Linked DNA regions of Mus musculus: region 2 is linked to region 1. The links are chromatin contacts, called in public promoter capture Hi-C maps. All regions are on one chromosome and are shown on one strand. Each heading gives the region's core, a stretch centred on a gene start, on an enhancer-like site or on the middle of the called end of the contact. The rest is flanking DNA. Distances are from core to core; before and after follow the strand shown. Region 1 has its middle 21 kb from the start of Gm36480. Region 2 holds the start of Cpne8 (copine VIII).

Evidence for each region. Promoter capture Hi-C pulls out the DNA fragments that hold promoters and counts their contacts.
Region 2: a promoter capture Hi-C map of second pharyngeal arch cranial neural crest shows a contact between it and region 1. The contact joins the promoter of Cpne8 here to the enhancer-like site in region 1. A contact is called at or near these places in 7 of 39 promoter capture datasets (the SN4741 cell line, cranial neural crest, embryonic stem cells and 3 more), 1 of 484 Hi-C or Micro-C datasets (embryonic fibroblasts), 2 of 115 datasets of contacts at active chromatin or transcription factors (embryonic stem cells and forebrain) and 1 of 9 other capture datasets (liver).

The regions. Positions count from the first base shown.
Region 1 is chr15:90,329,144-90,335,853 of GRCm38.p6, reverse strand. No RefSeq gene overlaps it. Among named protein-coding and RNA genes, the nearest start is that of Gm36480, 21 kb to the left of the region's middle. Within about 2 kb of position 2,378, at least 34 of the 459 cell types and tissues checked have an H3K27ac peak or open chromatin away from gene starts, as enhancers often do. A contact at or near this core is called in second pharyngeal arch cranial neural crest, where this site is marked.
Region 2 is chr15:90,675,960-90,682,669 of GRCm38.p6, reverse strand. It overlaps Cpne8 (copine VIII), which reads left to right and starts at 3,282. Exons shown (of 20, transcript NM_025815.2): 1 at 3,282-3,502. The coding sequence starts at 3,366.

The DNA of each region.
Region 1 (6,710 bases), core at 1,129-3,628:
TTGAATTAGCTGCATATTTAGGATTCACTAACAGTCTCTAAAGTTCACTACTGCCTTATTATTTCTCTAAGCAACTCAGCCATTGCCTCCTATTTTGGAATGACTAACGCCTGACATTTACTTAATACGGCGTTTCTATCACATGGTGACTAACTCTATCCCTGCCCCTTTCCACTCAGAGCTCCCATCCTGTTGTTTCCCCTGTTTATTCTAAGAATAGCTGCTGCAAACATTACCTCCTTAAAAAATCAGCACGGAAACAGTGCACGTGGGCTTGAGTGCACACATGTTGGGGGAACAACAGCGTCGCTTTGAGACTATCTGTCAGTAGAAATAAAGTGACTTGTGCCTTTTTTTTCTCCAAGAACTGATGTCACTTTGAGACAAAAAAAAATAGTTCATTAAACATTTATGAATCATAAAAATGCAAGGCATTTTCTGATAGTGATTTTTAAAAAGCTATAAATATTTGACCTTTGGCATTATCTTATCAAATGTAGACTTATCTCTCTTTTCTTTTGGTTCTCCCAGAGAGATAAGATAGTGGCAAAAGGGAGGTACTTATAGCATTTTTAATCAATAGTTTAAAAATTATTTTATTGGATATGCCCCTAGGTTCTATATAATACTGTTTTTCTCTCCCCTTTGCTACTGATGTTTCCTCTAGGGATAGGGAGAGCAAGGAGGGGGGGTAAGGAGAAGATTATGGGGAGGACGGTGAATGTGTACAAAATACACTGTATGAAGTTTTCAAATAACTCATACAAACATTTTAAGATCCTTGTTCTGTAGGCTCTCTGTTAATCCTTGAACACAAGATCACTTAGTATACATTGCCATGAAATTTTGTGCTATGTAAACTGAAATGGATGAACTTTGAATGAAATTTGATTTGGACTCTCCAAAAAAAAAACAATCTTGTTATGATTAATACCACTCTGCATTTATCTTTTGGAGAGCATATAGAGAAATACTAAAGTACTGACTGAAGCTAGAGATTAATCATTTTGGTTTCAAGTGATTTTTCAAGATGACAGAGAGGAGTCTTAAGCTTTGGAATATGCCCGGAAGCCAGATTTCAGAAGAACACAGGATGGGTTTGACAGGACTGCCTACTGGTTTAACTAATATTGATACTTTTCCGGGAGAGAGATAATTGGCAATTATAACTGCCAAAGGGGAAAAAAACTGAAGCACAATAGCATAAGCTTTGGAGAAAATGGTACTTTAAGTAAATTATGACATTTATAAGATTTAGCTCTGTAGTGTTTCAGCTTCCTAGGGGCCTCAAGCGTCATGCTGACCTGAAAACATACAACACTTAACACATACCTACATGTATGACCTGAGTTCCTAAGCGATACTGTCACCAGGACAGTGCATCCACTCAGAATTAACCTTGTCAGCTCTACTTACACTTCTTATACTGATAATTCTATAAATAAATAGTTACATATTTATAAATATGTATGTAGTTTATAAATAACTGCATTTATATTAATGTATTTACACATCTCCTTGGATTTATGTGTTGTTGCCACCGCCACATGTAACAATAGATTCAGGATATCTGTAATAGAATATTTTCTGAGTTTTATAAATTAACTTAGGCAATACTCTAGGAAAAGAACAAGCATGTGTGTGTGCGTGCGTGCGTGTGCGTGTGCGTGTGTGTGTGTGTGTGTGTGTGTGTGTGTGTGTGTATAACAATATAGAAAAGAAAACATTTGTATCCACTGGTGTGTAGGCAGAAGCTGGCTACAGTTCTTCAGAGGACTTTCTCAGCTGGGTGCTTTGCCACTTCAATAGATTCTAGTCAGGACTCAGAATTAAAAGCAAACAGAGCTCAGCTGTTTCTACTGCCTCTGGTTTCTCTAAGTCTATAAACAACCAACAGTCAGAAGGATGGTAACCATATGTTTTCTTTTTCAACTGATGTACTAAACTTTGCCTTGCCCTGAGAGGGTTCAACGGAAGTCCTCCATAAAAAAATCAAAAGATTATTTGGCAGCTAAAATATGTTTATTGTCTAAGGTTTTAGCTACTTGGTGTTATGCCTAGGAAGAGCATGGAGATAGCTGTTCACTTTGAATATCCTTCTGGGACTTACAAAATAATAAATCCTTGACCAGCCACCATCACCAACTTCCTTAGTGTGCATCCAGACCAACCCAAGGCAACTGTGTCTATTTAAACTTGATTAAAAGTTTGCCACTGGACACTAGCTATTCAAGTGGAGTCCGGACATCTTCCCTAAGGGATTTTTCATCTCCAATGTTTGTTGCTGCTGCTGCGGCTGCTGCTGCTGTTGTTCTGTCCACTTAATCAGGAAATTCATTTGGAAGGCTTTGAGAAACCCCTGCTGTGGGTCTCCAGCTGAGAGCACAGCTGTGCAGGGCACCTGCTCCTCATTAGCGTCCATCAATTATCTGCATAGCACCGGCTTGTCCAGTGGCTTTGCACTAGCTTTCATTGCTTATTTTTGCTATATGCTCATAATCAACTGGTGTTTTACAGCAAATTCAAAACAAAGGAGAGGTTTAGTTTGCTTGTTGGTGCTGTAACCATATTTTCCTAAGCTTCACTGGACTGCCCAGAATCCTATGTAAGATTTCCCTGTTCTATTCCTAACAAGGCCTTTTGAAGTATAAACTATGCCTAAAAAAAAGCTGATAACATGACTGATATATTCTCAAATGAACTGGGTAATCTGGAAGAGCCACGTTGACCACAAGATAGGTTCTGCCTTCCTGATTCTGAAAGGATTTCCCGATGGCTCAGACATTTTCTATCTCTTCAAGATGAAATCCATGATTTGACATTATTTCAAAGTAAACACACATTCATTCATTCTTACGGCAGTAGGACATGGAAACCCCTCAGGTGTAAATGCAGTGACATATTCCAGTGCTTCCAACAAGACTATGGGTGCAGCAGAGCATAAATCACCAAGCTATTGAAATTCTTACACTTGGCACTGGTTATGCTCTGCCCAAGTAAGTCTGAGAACTGATACTGAAGTATACTCTGTCTCAGACCATTTTTCTTTACACTTTAGAAGTGATGGGGCAAGGAAGGACCCAGGGCTTACCACATAACTACAGATCTCCTTAAACTCATAGCAGCCCTGCTTCTGCTTCACAAATGCTATCGTTACAGGTGTGGGCTACCACACCTCTCTCAAGTTTGATTGTCCATGCTAGGAGCAAAGGTTTCTGGGAATAGAAATGTAATCTATAAATACATTTTAGAGAAACTGAACAGGAGTGCCCTGTTTCTGAGGTACCCCTCCATTAAAAAAAAATGACCAAATTAGTCAGTCAACAAATAGTTAAATCTTAAATCTTACATTAATTGGGAAAAGTATTTTGCTCATATTTGGATAATTTTGTTTCTCTGGTCAACACCAAGAGTCTTTCAAGATGAAAAGATTTGATAGTATGAATCCAGTTTTGGATCTTCTTACATAACCTGAATTAATTAGAAGGCCTCAAATGACTGGGTTAAGACCTTATAAAGTGTATTTGGGAGCAATAGACAGAGTGGTTCCATTGTTACACTAAACCATGTGATATTTCTTCTCTCGAGTTAAAAATAGGAAACTACTGATAATTTCACATGACTATTTTGTATTAAATGCCCTTCATTCTTCTTTGCTTACTCCAGAGTCTAAGACATTGTGCTTTCTGCACATTTTGCACATAGGCAAATAAAATTGTTTAAATAATATTGTTCTTGGACTCAGCACTTAAGAGCACTGACTGCTCTTTCAGAGGTTCTGAGTTCAGTCCCCAGTAACCACATGGTAGCTCACAACCATCTGTCATGGGATCCGATGTCCTCTTCTGGTGTGACTGAAGACACAGCTACAGTGTACTCATATACATAAATAAATCTTTAAAAAATTATTCTTTCTTCTGACCACGGTTGTACACAGATCCTTCAGTCTCACAGTCAAGCTACGTTACACAGGAAAGATGTAGCATATGATCGTCCAGTGAGGTTGACTTAGCTGCTCATCCAAGAAAACAGCAAGCTGCCGCCATCTTGAAAGTGCTGTGTTGAGAATACCTGGCACTAAGAAAGTCAGAAATTCCAGTTGCTCCTTTTAATCCAGCGTCTGATGTTTGATATTTTTGCATGTTTGTGTTTATCACAGTTTCTTTAATATATAACTCTCACTTATTTAAAAAAAAAAACAACACAAATTTCAGTTTCTTAACTTTGCTAAAGTATTACCGGTGCATCATAAAATTTTGTCTTAAATTCTGCTTCCAGAAATAAGCGTGTATACCTTGCACCCACACCAAGAACTTTATGATCCACACTACGAAGGCCCCGCTGGTGTGTAACCTCCAACAATAATTGGCACCCACACTGGTTTCCCATCTGGCGTGATAGGGACCATGAAGTATGTTCTCGCTTCTGAATTTTTGCTCATTATCACTCTTGTGAGAGCCATCCCATCCCTGTCTTCTGTGTCACCATAGTTACTTAATAATGAATGCTATTGTAAATAACCCCTTTATGTAAATATGACTTTATTGTCTTTCCCACTCACTGTGGAAGCTGGATATAATCTGTGTTACATGGGTCAGCCCTGGGATCTTCCATGGTGGATGTGTACCTAGAAGTAAAATGATCTTTCATAAAAAACCAAATTAGAGCATTAATAGGAATTAAGCCTTTCCTTAGGGTTTTGGGAAATGTGTGTTCCCATCAATGGTGTGTTTGAATTCTATTTTCTCCATATTCATGAAGGATTTTTCTGCAGGTTTTGTTCAAGTCTCTGCAGTGGCTGTGGCGAGGCATCCCATTTAATACCAATGACTAATTATACTAAGTCCTTGAAGCTGTTGGCTCCTTGGAGACTTTTGGGTTTATATAAAAATACCTTGTTCTATCTTTATTTAAGAATAGTCATTCATTTCCTTTTACCAGGTTGGAAGTTTCCATTTTCCATGAGGCCTCTGTCACTATGAAGACATCAAATGTCAGTGACACTGGACCTCTTTAGAGGCAACACCTTTTTTCTGTCTGCTTTTATGATTTTCTCTTTTCCTTTGATTTTTCAAACAATTGACAATAAAGTGTGTTATGATTTGCCTTCTCTTTACTACAGTAGAAGATACTGATTCTCCAAGATTAATGAATTGAAAATTATCTGCCATTGTTTATTTCAATAAAATGTCTGCCCCGTTTCTCTCTCTCCTGTACTTCGGTAACTTAAGTTGTGTGAGACCTTGAGAGTACGTTCTGTATTTACTTACTCCCTGCGTTTCCATTCAGAGTTGTGTGTGTGTGTGTGTGTGTGTGTGTGTGTGTGTATTTGTGTGCATGTGTGTATGTGCATGTGTGATAAAGAGAGATAAATGTATGGGTATGTCTATGAATGTCTGTGTTTGTGTGTGTATTGTGTGTATTTGTGTGCGTGTGTGTGTGTCTGTGTATGCCTGTGTGTATCTCTCTCTCTCTCTGTGTATGTCTGTATATATATGTTTATGTCTGTCTGTGTTTATCTGTATTTGTGAGCATGTGCATATGTGTGTGTGTGAGAGAGAGACAGTATGTATGTGTGTGTGTGTGTGTGTATGTCTCTGTGTGTGTTTATGTGTCTATATGTATGTGTCTGGATTTGTGTGCCTGAAAGTGTGTGTGTGTGTCTGGATTTGTGTGCATGAGAGTGTGTGTGTCTGTATTTGTACGTGTGTGTGTGTGTGTGTGTGTATGTGTGTGTTGGGGATTTTTGTTTGAAATATCACTAGTAATGTCTTTAAGAATAATAAATTCACCCATTTAACCTGCAACTTCATATTCTATTTCCTCTGTCAGAATTTTTCTGTGATTTTTTCCTGTAGATTTACACTCTCTCTTTTATCTTCTGTTTCTATGTTCAATTTCAACATGAGCATTTATTAAAGTATATCAAACAGAAAACTTCACAACTGTATCTCTGTGACACTTTACAAAGCAATAAGCACCCAGATTAAGAAATAAAAATATTACTGGATGCCAGACATTGCTTTATAATAATTTCAGAGTTATCCCCATGACTAATCTCTGACATGATAGTTCATGGCATTAATTTTCCTACTGCTTCAGTTTGCCTACTTTTGAATTTTATATTAATGCAGTCTTATATTGGATTTTTATTTATACAGGACTTCTTAACATTTTCATTATGAGATTCAGCAAAGAAACATTTAGTCATTTGCAGTACAGAATTCCGTTGTCCCAGCAATGGGTCACTGAGCTGTTTCCAGCATGAGGTACACATAAACAATTTGCTGTGGACACTTTTGTGCAGATCTTTTTTGGTGTACAAATGTGCAAATATCATTTAGCACAAACATGTCAATGTTGTGATACACACACGCTTTAAGCTTAATACAGAGTTTTTAAATGGTATGGAATCCTATCACATTATTTAAATGGTTTTTCAGAACCACTATGTCAATATGCATTCCTCCAGCCTTTGTGAGCATCTGTGTGGTTCCCCCTCCCTCAGAGATCACTTTTCAATACAGTCTTCATTTCCAGGCCTTCCAGTGGGAATTTTATTGCATTTTATTCTTCCTTCAAAGATGCAATTTACATTTCCTCAATTACTAAGGATATTGAGTATTTTTATAGTGTTTTCCTTTGTATATATGCTTTTAAAATGAAGTTCAAGTCTATCACCCATTTTATTCATTGCTTATATTAACTTT
Region 2 (6,710 bases), core at 2,033-4,532, 350 kb before region 1:
TGCCTGACTGGATGCTACCCTGCTCCCACCTTGATGATAATGGACTCAACTTCTGAACCTGTAAGCCAGCCCCAATTTAATGTTGTCCTTCTAAGACTTGCCTTTAGTCATGGTGTCTGTTCACAGCAGTAAAAACCCCAAGACACCCTACAAGGTCCTTATCTGCTATTTTATTTCCTCTTTCAGATCTAACAGTGTCCAGTGCCGAGGGGGACATCCAGGCAGTGTTTGCCAAATGACTGCTCTGGTGAATAATTCATCTTTGCTTTTAGCACATCACAAGGCTACACACATTGTTTACCTGAATGCGTTTTAACACATGCTGTTAGTACATTTTCTAAAGAAAAGCACAGGTGGAAAAGCTAAAGTTCACACCGATACATTTATTTTTAATGATTGTAGTTCTGTGCTCGGGTCGGATTTATTAATGGGAAGCTGTACTCCACATATTCTTTGCTCTATCATCAAAGCTTGCCTCCTTAGGCTACGCTCATTAGTATTGAGCTTAAGCAATCGGCATGGAATTAACATTTCCACCCAGTGTTTACCTTTCCTAAGGCTGAGACAATATGGCCACAAACTGGCAGGCTTCAAACAATGGAGCTTGCAGTCTCACAGAACTGAAAGTTGTAAACCTGACTGACTCCCAGGGCCACATTCTCTTCAAAGTGTCAAGTGCGAACTCCTGCCTCTGTCAGAGGTTGCAGTTGTCTGGAGTTCCCCAGGAAAGTACAGAGCAGCTTCAGTCTCTGCCTCACTGTGTTTCCTCCAGTCTCTTCCTATGGTACCAACAAGTCAAACCTGACACATATTAAGGAAGGCCTAAAAAACATGGCAAATTGTACAGTGTTTGCGGTCAGAAGATGAATTCTGATAAGATGCCAGTTCCTCTCTATTAGGGACCATGTCTAGGATAAACATAAGCTCAATTAAAAATTTAGGAATTTTTATAGACATTGTCAAGGTGAATCTGAATTCTGTGAGGAAAATACAAACATTTTAAAGTGGCCAAACTCTTTGGAAAGGAATCAATTAAAAATATCCTGTTGCCGTAGTAGTTAAGACACTCTGATTCTGGTTTAAACAGAGACAGACAGGTCAACAGAACAAGGCAGTGTCCAAGAGTGAACTTATTTGCTATGTTGATTTTTTGGCAAAGATTACTTTAAGATAATTTTAAAACATTCTTTAAAAGAAACCATAGACCCAAATGTAAATTCTGAAACTAAAATTACAAGAAGAAAACAAAATATATTTTTATATATGTATGTATGTGTGTATAATATATATATATACATATATATATATACATATATATATATATATATATATATATGCCAAGGGTTTTTAGCATTGACATGGGCATAAACTAAACCAAAACAGCAAACAAACAAACAAAAAAACTCTCATAGATAAAATTGGCCATCATATATTACTTTAGGATAGAAAATAGTAAAACTAGTTTGTAAAAACAATTCAGTAATTTCTTAAGAAATTACGTGTACTCTTCCACTTTCATCTGGCTATTCTATTTCTACTTGCCCAGTGTGATGAAAGCTTATGCCCACAAAAGACCCATATGCCAGCGTTCACAGCAGTCTCGTATGTAATAGCCCAAACCCAGGGGCAAGTACACTGTTCATCAAGATGAGTGGGTGACCAATTTGTGGCAAGTCTCTAAAAGGAAGATTATTCACTATTGATGCACCTGTTATCGTAGATGAAACTGCAAAGAATTTTACAGACGGAAAGAAACCGGGTTAGGCATGGAGTGTGCCATATTCTGTGGTATTTAAATTAAAGATGAAGTGTTGTTTTAATGGCGAAAGCAGGGATTGATTACAAAAGAGACACAAGAAGCTTTTGGGGCGAGGGAATGGTTTATTATTTTGGTGTGGTGATGGTTTAGCGGGTTGATACCGATCGTAATCCATCAGAGGGCACACTTTAAATACCTGCATGCTATTGTGCATGTAAATCAATGCATTCAGATACACACACATATGGACCTAGATAAAGTGGAAAATTCGGAGAAGGCCTCTGGGTTGAGCACTAAAGTCCTTACCTTTTATTTCTTCAGGAGGTGCCTGCAAAATAAAATTCTAGTTTGCTTAAAAAAAAAAACCCTCTAGACCTCCTCCACCAAATCAATTTCAGGCATCAATAAGAGAGCTTGAGGGAAAATTCTAGTCATCAGCTGCAGTTTAATTTGTGATAGGGGGAAGAGAAAGAAAAACAGAACTGGTGGATTTAAGGGGTGGTGAAGGGAGGGCGGGGCGACCAGGGAAAGCAAACAAGACCAAAGTGACGCAAACATTTGGGGCAGGGAAGAGCGGCAAGCATCTACACTCTATTTCCCCTGCAACCACACAGATTCTTTAAGGAAGTGGCTCCAAGTGGATTAAAATACCACAAGGGAGACCAGTCACAAGCCCAGGATTCTCCAGGTGAGCCAGGGCTAGAGCCAGCCACGCTCCCTCCTGAGGCTGGGCGCCCTGCTCTCCACCGCCCCCTGGCGGCCATCGCCAGAAGACCCGCAGTGACGCCTCGGGTCAGGTGTGCGCAGGAAAGTGGGGGTTACCCGGCAAGCTGCGGCGGCGCCCCGCGTCTTGCCCACTCCCAGTCGCGCCGCCAGGAATCTATTTGCTAAACTCCCCGGTCACCCGAGCTGCTCATCTGCTTTACGCTGCCCTGCTTTCAGGTCTTGAGGAGCAGGATTGAGGAGGAGCTAGATTATAAGTTATTATTACGACCTCCCGGGCCTCAGGGCAGAAATCCCTGCGGTTTGGCAAGTGCGTTGCAAGGCGCCGATCTTGCCTTAAGGAGACCCTCGCCTAAAAGTTGCAGGGGATGGCAGACGCATTGAAACCTCTCTTATAACGCTGCGATTGTCCCAACAGCGTCCACTCCACCCAAGCTTGCCCCATATATTGGCACGCCCCTCTGCACCAGGAGTCAAAGGCTGGTGGCCATCCCTTGCCCCACCACCACATCAGTCCAGTAGCCCGAAGTGGGGAGCATATCAGCTGGGGCGGGGGGCAATCGCCGGCGCCTGGGGCTCTCCCACTAGACGGCGCGGTGTCTGTCCGGGTCACCTACTGTCTCTGCGCCCTACGCCCAGAGCCCCCGAGCTGCAGACCCAGTCACCGCCCGGGGGCTGCCCCAGGGCGGGAGCAGCCCGGAGCGCCACTTGGGAGACCGAGGCGGCTTTGCCAGGACTGGCTCGGTCGCCGGATTCGCGACGAGGTCCGCCTCCTCCCTCCCCTTCCCGCGCCGCCTCCGCCTCCTTCCTCTGCCTCCACCCTCACCCCTTCCCGTCGGTGCGGAGCTCCGCTCCGAGCAGCGCTCAGCCCGCCGCAGCTTGGATGTGGGCTCGGGACAAGTGCTCCGTTCCTCAGCTCGAGATGGACAGCCGCTACACCAGCGCCACGGGCATCGGGGACTTGAACCAGCTGAGTGCGGCCATCCCCGCCACACGAGTGGAGGTGTCAGTGTCCTGCAGGTGAGGACGCGGCTCTCTTTTCTTCCTTCCATCCGAGCTTGGTGGCACTTGGCTAGCGCTCCAGGTACCACGAGGCTTGGCGCTGGTGAGAAGTTGCATGCTGAGTGGGGACTAGTTGTGGTACTGGCTGACGTTACCTTCCCCTCCTCCCCCCCAGAGGGTCAAATGACACAGAACTGGGGACGAGAGTGGTGGGCTTTGGCTGAGTCTTTTTTTTTTTTTTTTCTGGGAAATGTTGTGAAAGTTGGCAAAGCTGTGACTCAGCTACAGAAACCCTAGCCGCCGCCCACTTCGCAACCTTTTAAAAAATTATTTATTTATTTTAAACAACCGCAATCAGGGCCAGAGGTTCAGTGATGTCGGGAACCGAAGGGTCAGTCCTACCAAGAGCGCGCGTGATGCTGCGCACCTTGGCCAGGGACTCCCTCTGCCAGGCGTCCGGGAAGCCATGCGGTGGGCTCAGCTCCAGTTCCACAGCTTCCTCCTCCCCACTCACTTCCTGGAACCATCCAGCTTCCTTACCCTCCACCCTTCCGGGACGTTTACCCTAGGCCTGTAGCGGTTCCAGGTTCAGTCTTCCAGGCAGAGGCTTACCTAAGAATTGAGAAGTCACGACTTATTTTCTGCCCGCCGGTAGACAAACATCAGAATGCTTTCAGCAACTCTCAAGGACTGCCAGTTTCAGACTCCCTTCCTGATACTCCCTGGGCCAGATCCTCAGTAAGTTAGGTAGAATAGCTGTGCTGCCCCAGTTTTGGGGAATTAGATGGTTGGCTATATTAAGAATACTACATTGCACGTACCCAGGTGCCCACTTCCAGGCTGAATACTTCCTTTCACCGGTCTCGTTGGAAAACTTCACTCCTACCCCTCTACGCCCCCGTGTTTTTAAATGCCCTCACATGTTCTTAGCCTTTCTGTAAGGAAAGATCGTTGTAAAAGACTTTAATAAGCATGAGTGATTTTTGTTGTAAACAAACCCTGAAGTTTAAACGCCGCTAAAACAGGTTCTCAGCTTTCTTAATGCTGTGACAATTTAATGCTGTTTCCCATGTAGTGGTGATCCCCCCATCTTAAAATTATTTTTGTTGCTGCTTTATAGCTGTATTTTTGCTACTGTTACAAATCCTAATGTAAATATCTGTGTTTTCTGATGGTCCTAGGTGAGCCCCGTGAAAGGGTCATGTGACTCACAGAGGGGTCGCGACCCACAGGTTGAACATTCCTGCCCTGAAACTAAAGTTTCTTGGAAATTCAAGTTTTAGCACCCATTCCCCAAGTGGCCATGTTCTTTGGTAGGGGAAAACCCTGGGATAACATAGGATTTGCTCTGATTCACCTCAGAATGTGAAAGTTCATGACATCAGCCCTGGGGTTATTGGGGTAACTGCTTTGAATGCTCCACTAGGCTCCTTCCAGTTAGCAGCTGCCTGGCAGACTCCTGTGGCGATTTGTAGGTGAATCTCTTCTCTCTGAAGCTGGCTTTAATATTAGGTGACTGTTACCTAACACCGTATAACACAATGGGCAGTGGGTGGTCAGGAATTCTACTATCTCAGCATCTTTTAGAGGTCTGTCATTTGTTTGAAATCCTGCGGCATCTGGAGGGCCCTAAACAGACAAGGCACATCAACTCTGAATAGCCTATAGTTCCTTCGGAGTGAGGTGAGATAGTCCTGGTCTCATGTACCAAAGATACTAATGCTTTGCTGTAGGTATACTGGGATCCTGAAGTGCACTGGCTTAAACCAGTTTGTTTTAGCTTCCTACTCAAGCCCCTGGAGTCTTTCTTCTATGTGGGGTTACTTTTTGGAACTTAAAAAAAAAAAGTTTCAAATAGGGGAAAAAAAAATCAAAGAATCTTAAAGAGAAAGGAACACTTAGTATCAAGTATTTCTTCTAAGCTTGTCCAGGCCTAGTCTATTATTTGAGTTGTCTAGGTTCAGTTCATTGTGTGTTTCTTACCAAACTGGACGTAATTTCTACTCTTGGGCACGTGTACTTGACAACTTGATAGCTTCAGACAAGTCCTTTTCCTTTCTGTGGTGTTGAGAACTCTTGCCACCTTAGGAGGTGGTATCATTTGAACTTCGAAGTCAGCGTCCTGGGTGCAAATTCTGACCCTGTGATTCACTATTATTACCTGAAAACTGGTTTTTATTATTTATCTAAGCTTGTTACCATACATGGCAGTGCTAGCTAGGAAATAAAAACTCTGCACTCTTATGATACAATGTCTTAAGCTGTGTGCTACTGTTGTGATACAAAGTCTTAGGCAGGGTTATTGTGGCTATCATGAAACAGCAGGACTTGGGAAGGAAAGGGTTTGTTTGTTTGGCTTAATAGCACAAGAACTCAAGCAAGGCAGGAACCTGGAGGCAGGAGCTGATGCAGAGGCCATAGAGGAGTGCTGCTTACTGGCTTGCTTTCCATGGCTTGCTCAGCCTGTTTTCTTTCCTACAGAACTTGGGAGTATGAACCCAGGCATGGTACCACCCACAATAGGCTGGGCCCTCCCCCATCAATCACTAATTAAGAAAATATCCTATAGCTGGGTATTATGGTGGCATTATCTCAGTTGAGGTTGCCTCTTTTCAGATAAGTCTAGCTGGTGTCAAGTTGACATAAGACTAGCCAGAACATGCAGAGAGTGGCACTCGGAGTTCTGCTAACAGAGTTCTGTAACTACTCTATTTTAACCTTAGTAAGCCAGTTAAGGAAAAGAGAGCTAGCTGTTCCCAGAGCATGTAGTTTCCCTGGATGGTGGTGAGGCGTTCACTTAGCAAGAAGGTACAACTGAGAGCCTCTCAGCCTTGCTGTAGGAAGGCAGGGCAAGCATATTCCCTGCCTAGTTAGTTGTCTGAGAGAGCTCTGATCGCTGCTGATACTTCAAAGACAGCGTACAATGGAACCCCCTTTGATAACCACCTTCCTCTGCTCCCTATAATCAAAAGATCCATTGTCACTTTGGGAAGGAAAGAAAGGTAACAGTTGAAGCCAGGAGCCAAATATAGCTCTTTCTACGGATCAAGTATCTGAGTGTCTTTTATACACACAGGAATTAAACCGTGCTTCATGAGTAGTGTGAAATGCTGTCACCTCTGAGATCATGAAATGTGACTGGCAGATAAACATTATATAAGATAGCAACCTCGAATAAAAGTTAGCACTAAGGCTTCTTCGGCTGGTGCTGGGACAGGCCATTGTG